Regions from separate parts of the Danio rerio genome. Here region 1 is linked to region 2. The links are chromatin contacts, called in public Hi-C maps. All regions are on one chromosome and are shown on one strand. Each heading gives the region's core, a stretch centred on a gene start, on an enhancer-like site or on the middle of the called end of the contact. The rest is flanking DNA. Distances are from core to core; before and after follow the strand shown.

Region 1 (6,032 bases), core at 3,243-5,742, 520 kb before region 2:
AAAAATGTATAACAATTTCTTCTTTTTGATGTTGTCATGAAATGTAACCTGAACATTCCCCCAGCCTGAAAAAAATTGGCTATATGTGAAAGCGTAAATCATAGATTTTAAGATAATTATTATAGAGAACAATTTGGTGACACAGTAACTGTATATAAGATCTTTATACATTCAAAATGCGTGAAGCCTAAAGCTTAATATTTGTCATATTGTGTTTAGATGGAAATTAATGAATCAACTACTTTAATAAAAAGAACTGATTTGCTTTGGTATTTAATTTGAACATGAAAAGCCAGGGCAGATGTCAGTCTTTACAATTCATTAAATAGCTTCATTCACTCAAGCCTTATTCATTACCTGAGGAATGTCGTATCCACGTAGTTTTGTCGGTTGAATTGTTTCATGAATCACACCAAAAGGTACAAGGTTCGCACATCGCTGAATCTCGTGAACAGTGGCGAGTGTGTACGGTAGTTTGTCACGGTCATCCATGCTGGGTAAGCGGTCGTAACCCAGAACCTGAACAATCTCCTCATGACATCGCTCTGTGTTGTGAGACAAATGTTTAGGGGGAAAAAAAAAAGTTTAGTACCCAGAAAATACAAATGTTCTCCTAAAGTTCCTAAATGGATTAGAGCTGCAATTGGGCCATGAAAGTTACTAATTACAACAACTACATTTTTATTGACAGCTTTTTAAAAGCCCGAACTTGTTTACAGCCCGACAATATTCAAATATGCACAGCTCTCTTGCCTTTTTCATGAATGAGTCGTTTATTTCAGAATTAGAAAGAGCTTTTTTAATTACAGTAATATTATTGACTAAAATGAAAATGTTCATCTGATTTATGTACAATGCAGCTTGTAAACTAATATTTCTGTCTTTTAGTAGATATATTATATGAGAGACTTGCTTTGTCTACCAAATAAAGTAAATCTAATCGGATTTGCAATTTAAACATTAATTAAAAGTTAAAAAGGTATTACTTAGGTTTAGTTATGACACTCTTAAAATAATTCCGCAGAAATCCGCAGACTTTTACCAAAATTCTCCTCAGAGCAAAAAAACGTCCACAGATCCCGTCTGGCCCAAGCTATAGGCCACTATAGGTCACTATAGGCCACTATAGGTGTGAACGCTCCAGCCTAGGCTGGTTTAAGTAGTTTTTTTTTTCCAGTAGGGCAAATAACAACATTCTCTATAGGTTCTTCTTTGGTAACCAATACCTAAACTTTCCAGAAAGTTACAGATAGGGTTTTTTTTGTTTACCAATTTAATACAACCTAAAAGAAAATGTTTTCCTAACCTAGAGGGAACATTTTATTTAGATGCTGGTCCTGACAAAACAACTTTGCTGGTTAGTTACATCCAAGCTAAAATCAATTATGACCACATCTCAGAAAACTGACAAAACTTAAAGCACCATTTCAAGTGGAAAACATAGACTAAATGCGAAGGTTTAGTACCTTGTACATCTGGGTTTTGAGTCAAGAAAAGGAGTCCCCATCTGATGGTGGTCGATGTGGTGTCGGTTCCAGCCAGAAACAGGTCAGCTGTTGAAATAGCCAGGTTTCCTTCATGAAATGTGGAGTCTTTGTTGGACTTTTGCTGTTTCAGAAAGAACAAAGCTGTCAGTTTACAGAAGCCACAGTTAAAACAAAAATCTAGCTTCTACATGAACACGTGAAAACCTTTCTTTCATGATCTCACCTTCTCAATCTCCAGCAGATAGGCATCAATGAAGTCTCGTGGACTGTCTGGATCCAGAGTTTTTTTGTGTTCTTTAACTTCACCCTGAATGAAAGCTAACAACTCATTGGCGTTCTGCTTGATCTTCTGGTGTGGACCAGGGAAATGCTTGATGAAGGGGGCCAAGTTGAAAATCTAAGACAGACAAAGCATCATGAGGTAACAGGGATGTTTGTTATCCATGTTTGAATTTTTATACCAACATTTGCGGCTTAAAGGATGGCCACAAATGTAGGTTTTTCAGTGGGTGGCCTTGGCAAATAATAAATAAGTCAGAATACTACATGAGGATGAATGTGCAAGATGCATATAAAATAAATAAAGTCATGAACAAGGAATTTAATCATACCTGTCCTGCTGCTGATCCAGTGAGCACAAAGTTTTCATTTAGGAGTTCCAGAAGGTATTCAAAGCGTTTGTTATCGTAGTCGAAGCGATCTCCAAACACGATGGAGCAGATAATGTTGGAAACGGCGTTCTGTATGGGATGATGGGGACTCATTGGCTTGCCTACAAAAAAAACAAAAAACAATTTCCATTGCAGTACAATTTTGAAAACTGTAATATGCAAAAAGCAGCATATATATCCTATAGGGGTGTCACGGTTTCGAAATTTATGCTCAATTTTGATTATCGAATCAAAAAATAGAATCGTCGATGCTGCCACGCCCCCATGTCACGTCAGCTTTTAGATTTCCAGTGAGATATGTTGACAACATTCGTGTTGACGACAAAAAAAAACAAAACACAGTTTTGCAAGCTCTGCTATGTATGTATTACGTACGGTTCGTCCGATAGACAACACCGGCATCGCGATCCTCCGCCCGCCCCCGTTGCAAATCCGCTCGCGAAAAGTACACACTCAGGCCCTGTTTACACTGTCTTTGTTTTTAAATGGCATTTTAGAACGACAACGATTTGACATCTACAGTGGCGTGTAGCATTTCTGAGCAGCCCTCCTTCCCCACTACTGCTGAAAACGCACATCACGTGACCACACAGACACAGACGCACACACAGCAATGTGCTCGAGAAAGCAGGTCCAGGCAGTCAGAGGACTGCTTCAAACTTTCACTCACTTGTACTTAGTCATTTTAGCGAACACCTCAGATACTGTTGGCTGGTTCCTGTTGATTGTGCCTCTTTTTTTACCGACGCCATTATAACGACACAGATCACTGCCTATTCACGAATCCCGCAGAAAAAGTGATTGACAGGTGGTAATTATATGTGTAAATTGCCTTTATTCATTTACTGTATGATTTATTTATGGGTAAAACAAAGACCATGCAGGTCAGGTAGTTTAAACGGTAGGCTACAAATAATTAAATGGTCATTAATTCATTAATTATTCATAATCTAAAATCAAATCGAATCGTGCTTTCAGAATCGAAAATGTAATCGAATCGAGAATTTGTAGGATCGTGACACCCATAATATCCTATAGCATTTTTGGTCTTATTAGAAATATTCCATAAGGGTTCTTGGAGTTTGTTTGACTTGAGCTTGTAACACATCTGTTTAGCCGTGCCTTTACTGAATAAGCACTGCTGCGTCCGACAGTTTGCACTATCATGTTTTTCTCTTCTTCTTCATTCTTTTATATCACATTTTACCTGTTTTTATGTTTATTTTTACTCATTTTTATAATTTTTTTTTTTACTTGTTTCTTTTATTCTTGTTTATGTAAAGCACTTTGAATTGCTGCAGTGTATGAAATGTGCTATATAAATAAACTTGCCTTGCCTTGTTTATACCCACACAGTTCAATCTGAACATTACACACCTTCTCCTTTCAGTATTTCAGCAATCAGATATCGGCTTTCCTCTAACACACGATCTTCTACTGATTTTTTCCCCAGGCCAAAGTTTCTGAGTGTGTGCAGAGCGAACCGTCTCTGCTGCCTCCAGGAGTGGTTAAACGTGACCATTATTATCCCTGAGAAAGAGAGAAACAGACCTTCTAATGCACACCTCTTTAGCAAAGATGCATTGAGCTCCCAAGATCAACTGTACACTCATAAAACTTAAAGGCTGGCATTTATGATTCCATGAACCATTAACACCTATGGAATCTTTATTGTTCATAAAGTTATTTATAGTGCAAAAAAAGTTCTTTGGGTATCTAAAAATGATTGAAAAGGTTAAAATTTGCTAACAAAAGGGTTTCTAACATTTCTGTAAAAAAAAAAAAAAAAAAAACAATTGGGAAGCTTTAATATTAAAAGTGTTACTGACCGAGTCCATTAGCTACCCAGTCCATAACAGGCAGAAACGGTCTTCCAGAAAAAGCATCCTGAACAAAGGCTTCCTTAGCAAGCTGGATTGTGTTGAGGACTATCGCTGGCCTTCTTCCGAGATACATAGTGGTCATTTCTCCATATTGAGGCATCTGTTTGAAGAACATTTACAGCAAGTTGGGTGCATGTGTGTGCTGTTCAGAATACAGCAGCAGAGCTTCACAATGAGAGAAAAGCAGCAAAGACTTACAGATCTTATGAACTCCATTGGGTTCTTCAAGGAATGTGGTAGGTTTCCCACAAAAGGAAGAGGTGTTGGACCAGGTGGAAATCGACCTTTGTAGGAATTAATCCTGAAGATCTCAAAAAGAACCAGAAAAATCAAGCCTAGGAACAGGGTCAAGCCCACAGAGGCTAAGTCTAACTTCAGGAGAGCGGCAAACATGTTTACCAGTTGAGTTCAAGACAAACACACAAGAGAAGCAGTAGGTCAGGGGCTTTATAACAAAGGATGAGGGAGGAGACAGAAAAAGAGTTCGACATGCTGTTAACCCTTTCAGCACTACTTTGATAAAGATATATTGAGAAAAGGCAAACTACATAAATTATTGTAGCACACAGCTATTCTTTATTTTAAAAAAATACCCTAATATTTACTTATTTGCAAAAGTACAAATGTATCAGGCAACATTTGGCTCATGATGCATTTTCCTGTTACCGTCATACATTCTGGGTAACATTCAAGCAGAAGCTTTAGACATTTTCATTTTCACATTTTCCTTCTCAGGTTCACAAGAGTTCTTGTGCGTTGGAAACTTAGCGTGACAGAAAATTGGACAACAATCACTGATTGAATACTTTACTGATGCCTAATCTAAGGATGATTAGGCCTGGTTATTAATAACACACAAGAGGTGTGTAGAGCTGAGAAAAAAAAGCACAAGTATGGCAAAGGTAAAGCACAAGACAATGAGTCAGCTATAAAATAAACTTGATGCAACCTCAAGCAACACATTGGTGACTGTACTTAGTCATACTTATACGACAGATACAATCCAAACAAAAGCAATAAAAATGAGTTAATTTACCTAAATATAATTATGCACATCTATAATCTAATCATTATAGTCTAATTATGCTAAATTATTCAATGTTTGAGAAATGCGTGAGGTATCTCGACAGAGAGAAACACGTTTCTCTCATATCGTCTAACTTAACCCTGACAGAAAGAGCTGATGCAAGTTGTCGATGAAATAAAAGGCGTTGTTTGTCTAAAATTAAGGAAACATTTTATATTATTGCACTTCTTAATCTAGGAACTAACGTTAAGGAGAAAACAAAAACGAAAGTGTTGCTTTGGCTTGTGGTTCATTTTTTGAATCGGATCTTTAAAATGAATCAAGTGCATCATTCACAAAACACAACTAATTTATGAGGTTATAATTATGTTTGTACGTGGGGATGACAGGAAATAAACTAATAAATCAACTGATAATCATCATAACGAATCATAAATCAAATCAATGCAGCATTTTAGTAATGATTCAAAAGAATCATTTTCAAATTAAGTTCAAACGAGTCGGTTCAGTGAACAGATTCGTATACAAATGAGTGTCAGTTTCGATTCGTTTAAAAGCTAGAAGAGCTGTACAACTCCGTTTAAAGTAAGGAAATTATTAAGGGATACATTTTACCGTGGATGTGTAAGCAAACGGGACAGTATTTTGTATCACATGAACAGAATTTCGCTGTCATAATCCCGAAGGCAGATCATTTTACACCGGTTAATGATGAACGGACCGAATCTATACAGTGCGGTGGTCGCTAAAGGAGCTCCACCGTCATCCGATACACGTGAGTAAATAAACACAGTACAATGTTAATAGTTTCACCCAAAGAAATGTAAAGTTGCTTACCATACTGTTAGATGTAAAAGCATGACTGATGACGAGTAGTGTAAAAGTGGTGTAAAGTTTGGTATTCGTCTTTCATTACATACTGTTGTAAACACTTTGTAACTTAAATATGATTGAGAAGAATAAC
Region 2 (5,437 bases), core at 39-2,538:
TTAATATTTATATTGGGTTGCGAAGGGAAGGGCATCCGCTGCGTAAAAACGTGCTGGATAAGTTGGCGGTTCAATCCGCTATGACGACCCCGGATTAATACAGGGACTAAGGCGAAAAGAAAATGAATGAATGAATATATATATATATATATATATATATATATATATATATATATATATATATATATATATATATATATATATATATATATCAGTTGAATAAAAATATACTGTAAAATATTCAGTACTGTGAATAATTCACTGTTACTACTACTGTTGCTTATAACTCTAAATGTAGAAATCTAACATTATCATTTGTACAACCCATATTTATTTTTTCGATAAATGATTCAGTTATTCACTCATAAAACTTGTTTCATTGCTAGATGATCATTTTTAAAAGCACATGATGGTGATTTTAATCTTTAACATAAACGTCAGTATTTTTATCAAAGCTATAGACTGCTATCCCGGTACTTCTGCGTTATTTGACTGTCTGTAACTTCATAAGTAACTCAAACCATTTATCAAACACAGATTTGAATTCAGCAATTTGAAAGATTAATAAACATTTGCAAATCACCGTCATTTATTATTTATGTTGCGTGGGTGTTGAGATCCTGATCTTTAAATGATTAACCATGCAGCTTACACTGAATGCACAAATGCAGGCTAAACAAGTAGACAGACAGACAGAGAGACAGACAGACGAAACAAATTAATGGATGAAGAGAAAGAAAAATAGATAATAGATGAAGAAACAGACAGACAGACAGACAGATATGAATGGATGAAGGGACAGACAGACAGACAGACAGACAGACAGACAGACAGACAGACAGACAGATAGATAGATAGATAGATAGATAGATAGATAGATAGATAGATAGATAGATAGATAGATAGATAGAAAGAAAATAAAGATGAATGGATGAAGAAAGATATAAGAACAATCATCTAAAACAATCTAAATAATTCATGTATAATCAAATGGGAAGCAGAAATACTCTAATGAATGAGTCCCGCATGTAAATGACCTCCATCTGCTGCTGCTGTCACACACTCAGCTCTGAGTCTCCAAACACGCGCTATGATCATCAACACACAATGAATGTAAACACATATCCGATCATCATCATTCTCACCTGGACACCTGCGGGACGCGCATTATTCCTGTATGTGAGCGGCAGACAGAGAGAGAGAGACAGACAGAAAGACAGACAGAGAGTCAGACAGGTGATCTGCAGGCCAACAATCAGCAGGACATTTGTATCTGAAAGCTACTTCCGGATTCCGCAGCCGTGAGTCAGACCTAAACAATCAAACTCCGATCGAACAGCAAAGTTCACAGTTTCCATACGCAATTGCTTTTCACCATTTGAATCTTCTGGTAATAAACAGCTGGGTTGACGCAGGTTGGAAATAAATTCTGCAGGACACTGGGTCCCTCAGGAGGGTTGAAGATGGGTTAAATAGCTACTACACATTTAGAAAGCTACATAATCTGTCACTGGGCCATTACCTTTTCAAAAGGTAAACTATTGTACCATACAGGTGAATATTGGTTGTACCATACAGGTGAATATTGGTATCTTAGGGGTACACTTTTTACTTTTAAGGCTCATTTTTGTATCTTTAAGGTACTATGAGGTGCACCTTTGAAATTTTAGGTATTAGTATTTACATTGGGGGTGACACGATGGCTCAGTGATTAACACTGTCGCCTCACAGCAAGAAGGCTGCTGGTTCGAGTCCTGGTGTTCTGTTGATTTCTCCTACCTTGTCAGATTGCTCTACCATCCATTCAAAAAGGATGCTACCCATCAGATTTTGCTACCAGTGTAAATTTTAATGTGGAGTAGTGTGATATGAAACTGTAATATCACCATAGCCTACCTGATCCCTAACCCCAACCTCAGAACCATTCAAATACAGTGTTGGTAGCATAATCTGATGGGTAGAGTAAAATGTCAGGACACCAGTTGGTATTTCTGTGTGGAGTTTGCATGTTCTCCCTGTGTTGCTGTGGGTTTCCTCTGGGTGCTCTGGCTTCCCCCACAGTAAAACTGTGCAGAGCCCTTAGGAATGCATTTTGAGACCTATGCTTTAAGGCAGGGATCACCAAACTTGTTCCTGGAGGTCCGGCGTCCTGCAGATTTTAGCTCCAACCCTAATCAAACACACCTGAATAAGCTAATCAAGGTCTTTCTAGGTATTCTTGCCTCAACACACATGCCTGGATGTTTCAAGTTGGAGCTTAACCCTGCAGAGCACCGGACCTCTAGGAACGAGATTGGTGACCCCTCCTTTAAGGGTTTAGAGTAGACACCATCAATCAAAGTATAAGGCACAGGCCTCAAAGTTTTGCTCCAACCAAACACAGCTGATCCTAATAATCAAGGTGATCAAGAATACTAGAGACTGTTGAGCAAGTGTGAGTTGGAGGTGGTTAAAGCTAAACTATGCAGAGCTGCGACCCTCCAGGAATTGAGTTTGAGACCACTGGTATAAGGCATGGGTCTCAAACTCAATTCCTAAAGCGCCACAGCTCTGCACAGTTTTGCTCCAACCCTAATCAAACACAGTTGATCCAACTAATGAAGTTTTATAAAAGAGTCTAGAACACTTTGGCTGCGTCCGAAACCGCATACTTCCATACTATATAGTACGCTAAATTCAGTATGCGAGCCGAATAGTATGTCCGAATTCATAGAATTCGAAAATCAGTATGCGAAAAGTACCCGGGTGACTTACTACTTCCGGCGAGATTCTGGAGTGCACATCCCATGCATGCTGTGCTGTCCCATGATGCCCCGCGAGCGAATTCATTAATGGGAGTAAAGCGACGCAATTGACGCAGGTAGGTCACGTGACCATGACAAAATGACAGATGTAGTACGTCCGAATTCCATTCATACTTTTCACATTTATACTTTATAGAACATACTTTTCTAACGGCCGAGTAGTAGGTTTAAATTCAAATGCAGTACCTACTGAGTAGTGAAGTGGATTTTATACTCTTTAAAGTGTGAAGTTAATCTATATATTCAAATTATATGTGTATAATCTGCTTGTAGACTTGGATACCATTGGAAGAATTACCATATCACAAGAACTGGATAAGTTATATAGTTACCAGGTTTGGGTCAGGGGTTAACCTAGGTGGAAATTGAGGTCAGGGGTTAACCTAGGTGGAATTTGTGTGACATATGTAGAAATAAGGGAAAAACAGATGACAGAGGTGGAATTTGGAGTCAAGGGTTAAACTAGGAGGGATCTTGTGTGACTTATGTACAACAAAGGAAAAAACAGAGTATTTAAGCAGGCTAGAATTTGAGTGAGACAGAATTTTTCAGACAGAGATGCTACTGGGGGTCTCCTGAAAATTCTCCTATGTTGTCGACAATAAAGTATATTCTTCTAATATTCATAACCTCCAGACTGAGTTTGAATTAGTAAGAGAAAAACCAAGAAAACCACGACAGTAGTAGGTGGTTTTTGCATTTGTTGGATCAGCTGTGTTTGATTCAGGTTGGAGCAAAACTGCAGAGCTGCGGCCCTTTAGGAATTGAGTTTAAGACCCATGCTATAAGGGATTATTCATCAATATTATCCTTCAGTTTTGAGAAGAAGAAGATCATGATGATGAACATCATGCTGGCTATGTCGGTCCAGCAGAATAAAAAGAAAAAATTAAAAACAAATAAACTAGAATAATCTTTGCCTGACAATGTGAATCCGATTTCAGACCAATATTATCCTATTTTTTAATTATTTTTTTTAAGAGAGAGAGGGAGAGCTGGGAGGCTGTTATAACACCCAACATGCAGATCTCATTAGACTAATGGATAGAGTGCACTGTCACCCTTTAAACTCTGGCCTGTGGACACTGCACTGTCCATTCACAGAGAGAGAGAAACAGAGACTGGCTGAAATCAGGCATGCAAACACTGCTCCAATGTCTGCAGCTTTTAAGATGTTGGTTACTCAATTTCATTCATTTTCTCTTCGGCTTAGTCCCTTTATAAATCGGGGTCGCCACAGCGGAATGAACCACCAACTTATCCAGCATATGTTTTACACAGCGGATGCCCTTCCAGCTGCAGCCCAACATTGGGAAACACCCAGACACTCTCACATCCACACACACTCATACACTACGGCCAATTTAGTTTGTCCAGTTCACCTATAGCGCATGTATTTGGACTGTGGGGGAAACCGGAGCACCTGGAGGAAACCCACGTCAACACAGGGCAGCATGCCAACTCTATACATGGAAACGCCAACTGGCCCAGCCAGGATTCAAACCAGCGACCTTCTTGCTGAGCCACCGTGCCACCCATAATTACAGATGTTTCATTTTTTGATGAACTGTATGTTGTTTCAAGATCAAAATGGTCTCTAGTTCTCTAATTGTAGAGAAAAAAGAAAATAAACCAATAAAAAGTAACAAAAAAACTTGATTAAAAATATGTCAAACATTTTCGTAATAAAAAAACTGAATTCTATTTATTTTAAATAAAGCTTAAATACATATAAATAAAGCTCTAGTATTTAGGCTTGCAATTAAATGTTTATATAATAATTATCAGTATGAAAATGTGTCATTTTCATACCTGTCACAGTAGTTGTTATGTATGTTGTTATGTATTCTTTGACTACTCTGTTCAGAATAAAAGGAGAATTTACCTTCAAACATGTCATATTTCATATGACTTATAATTTTATACGATTCAATATAATTCAATTTAATCAGTCTTAGAAAATTTTTGGCAAGTAAAGAATAATTAAATGATTACAACTTTCATTTTAAGGCAAACTTTTTTTTTTTTGCAAAAAAATAGTTGACAAGTTTGTAGCAATATTTATTTACAATACATAATATGAATTACATTGTCAATGAAAAAGAGATACGAGAGAGAAAGACAGAAGAAAAAAATAAAACAACATGATATAAACTTAAACGTAAGACATTTAAGAATTAAGAACAGTACATCAATTAAAGTCATTACAAAATAAAATAGTTCTGTTTGCTTTCTTATTTGTAGATAATGAAATTAATTGTATATAATGACTAAATTCTTGCAAAAAAAAAAAAACAGGAAAATATGATTTAGTATTTATAAATTTGCATTTGTGGATATGGAATTTGCAAAGAAAATAAATTAAATTTATAACATAACAGCATTTCTCTTAGTAGAGGCAGATTCATAATAACCAAAAATAATTTCTTTAAAAGTAACTAAAACATCTTGTTGTATATTATCATCAATAAATGAGCCAATATGTTTCCAAAATTGAACAGCATAATCACACTCCCAAAATAAATGAAAAACAGTTTCAGTATGCAATTGACAAAATGAACAGTACATCCATATTAGAATGAAACTTTTTTTAAAATTGTTTTGTAGGTTAAAATTTGTTGATCAGTTTAAAA

Evidence for each region. Hi-C and Micro-C count contacts between places; a contact is called where the count stands out from the background.
Region 1: a contact with region 2 is called in a Hi-C map of an unstated tissue, with 2.9 times the contacts expected there. The contact joins the promoter of cyp2aa7 here to the promoter of scp2b in region 2. A contact is called at or near these places in 2 of 18 Hi-C or Micro-C datasets (caudal fin and an unstated tissue).

Annotation. Positions count from the first base shown.
Region 1 is chr23:45,726,795-45,732,826 of GRCz12tu, reverse strand. cyp2aa7 (cytochrome P450, family 2, subfamily AA, polypeptide 7) reads right to left here and starts at 4,492. Exons shown (of 9, transcript NM_001109722.1): 1 at 4,240-4,492; 2 at 3,988-4,141; 3 at 3,536-3,688; 4 at 2,099-2,259; 5 at 1,711-1,884; 6 at 1,467-1,608; 7 at 358-545. The coding sequence starts at 4,434. The region is part of intron 29 of tut4 (terminal uridylyl transferase 4); the gene reads right to left. LOC141380559 (a long non-coding RNA gene) reads left to right here and starts at 4,514. Exons shown (of 2, transcript XR_012398764.1): 1 at 4,514-5,843.
Region 2 is chr23:45,200,126-45,205,562 of GRCz12tu, reverse strand. It overlaps scp2b (sterol carrier protein 2b), which reads right to left and starts at 1,288. Exons shown (of 5, transcript NM_001006093.2): 1 at 1,146-1,288. The coding sequence starts at 1,168.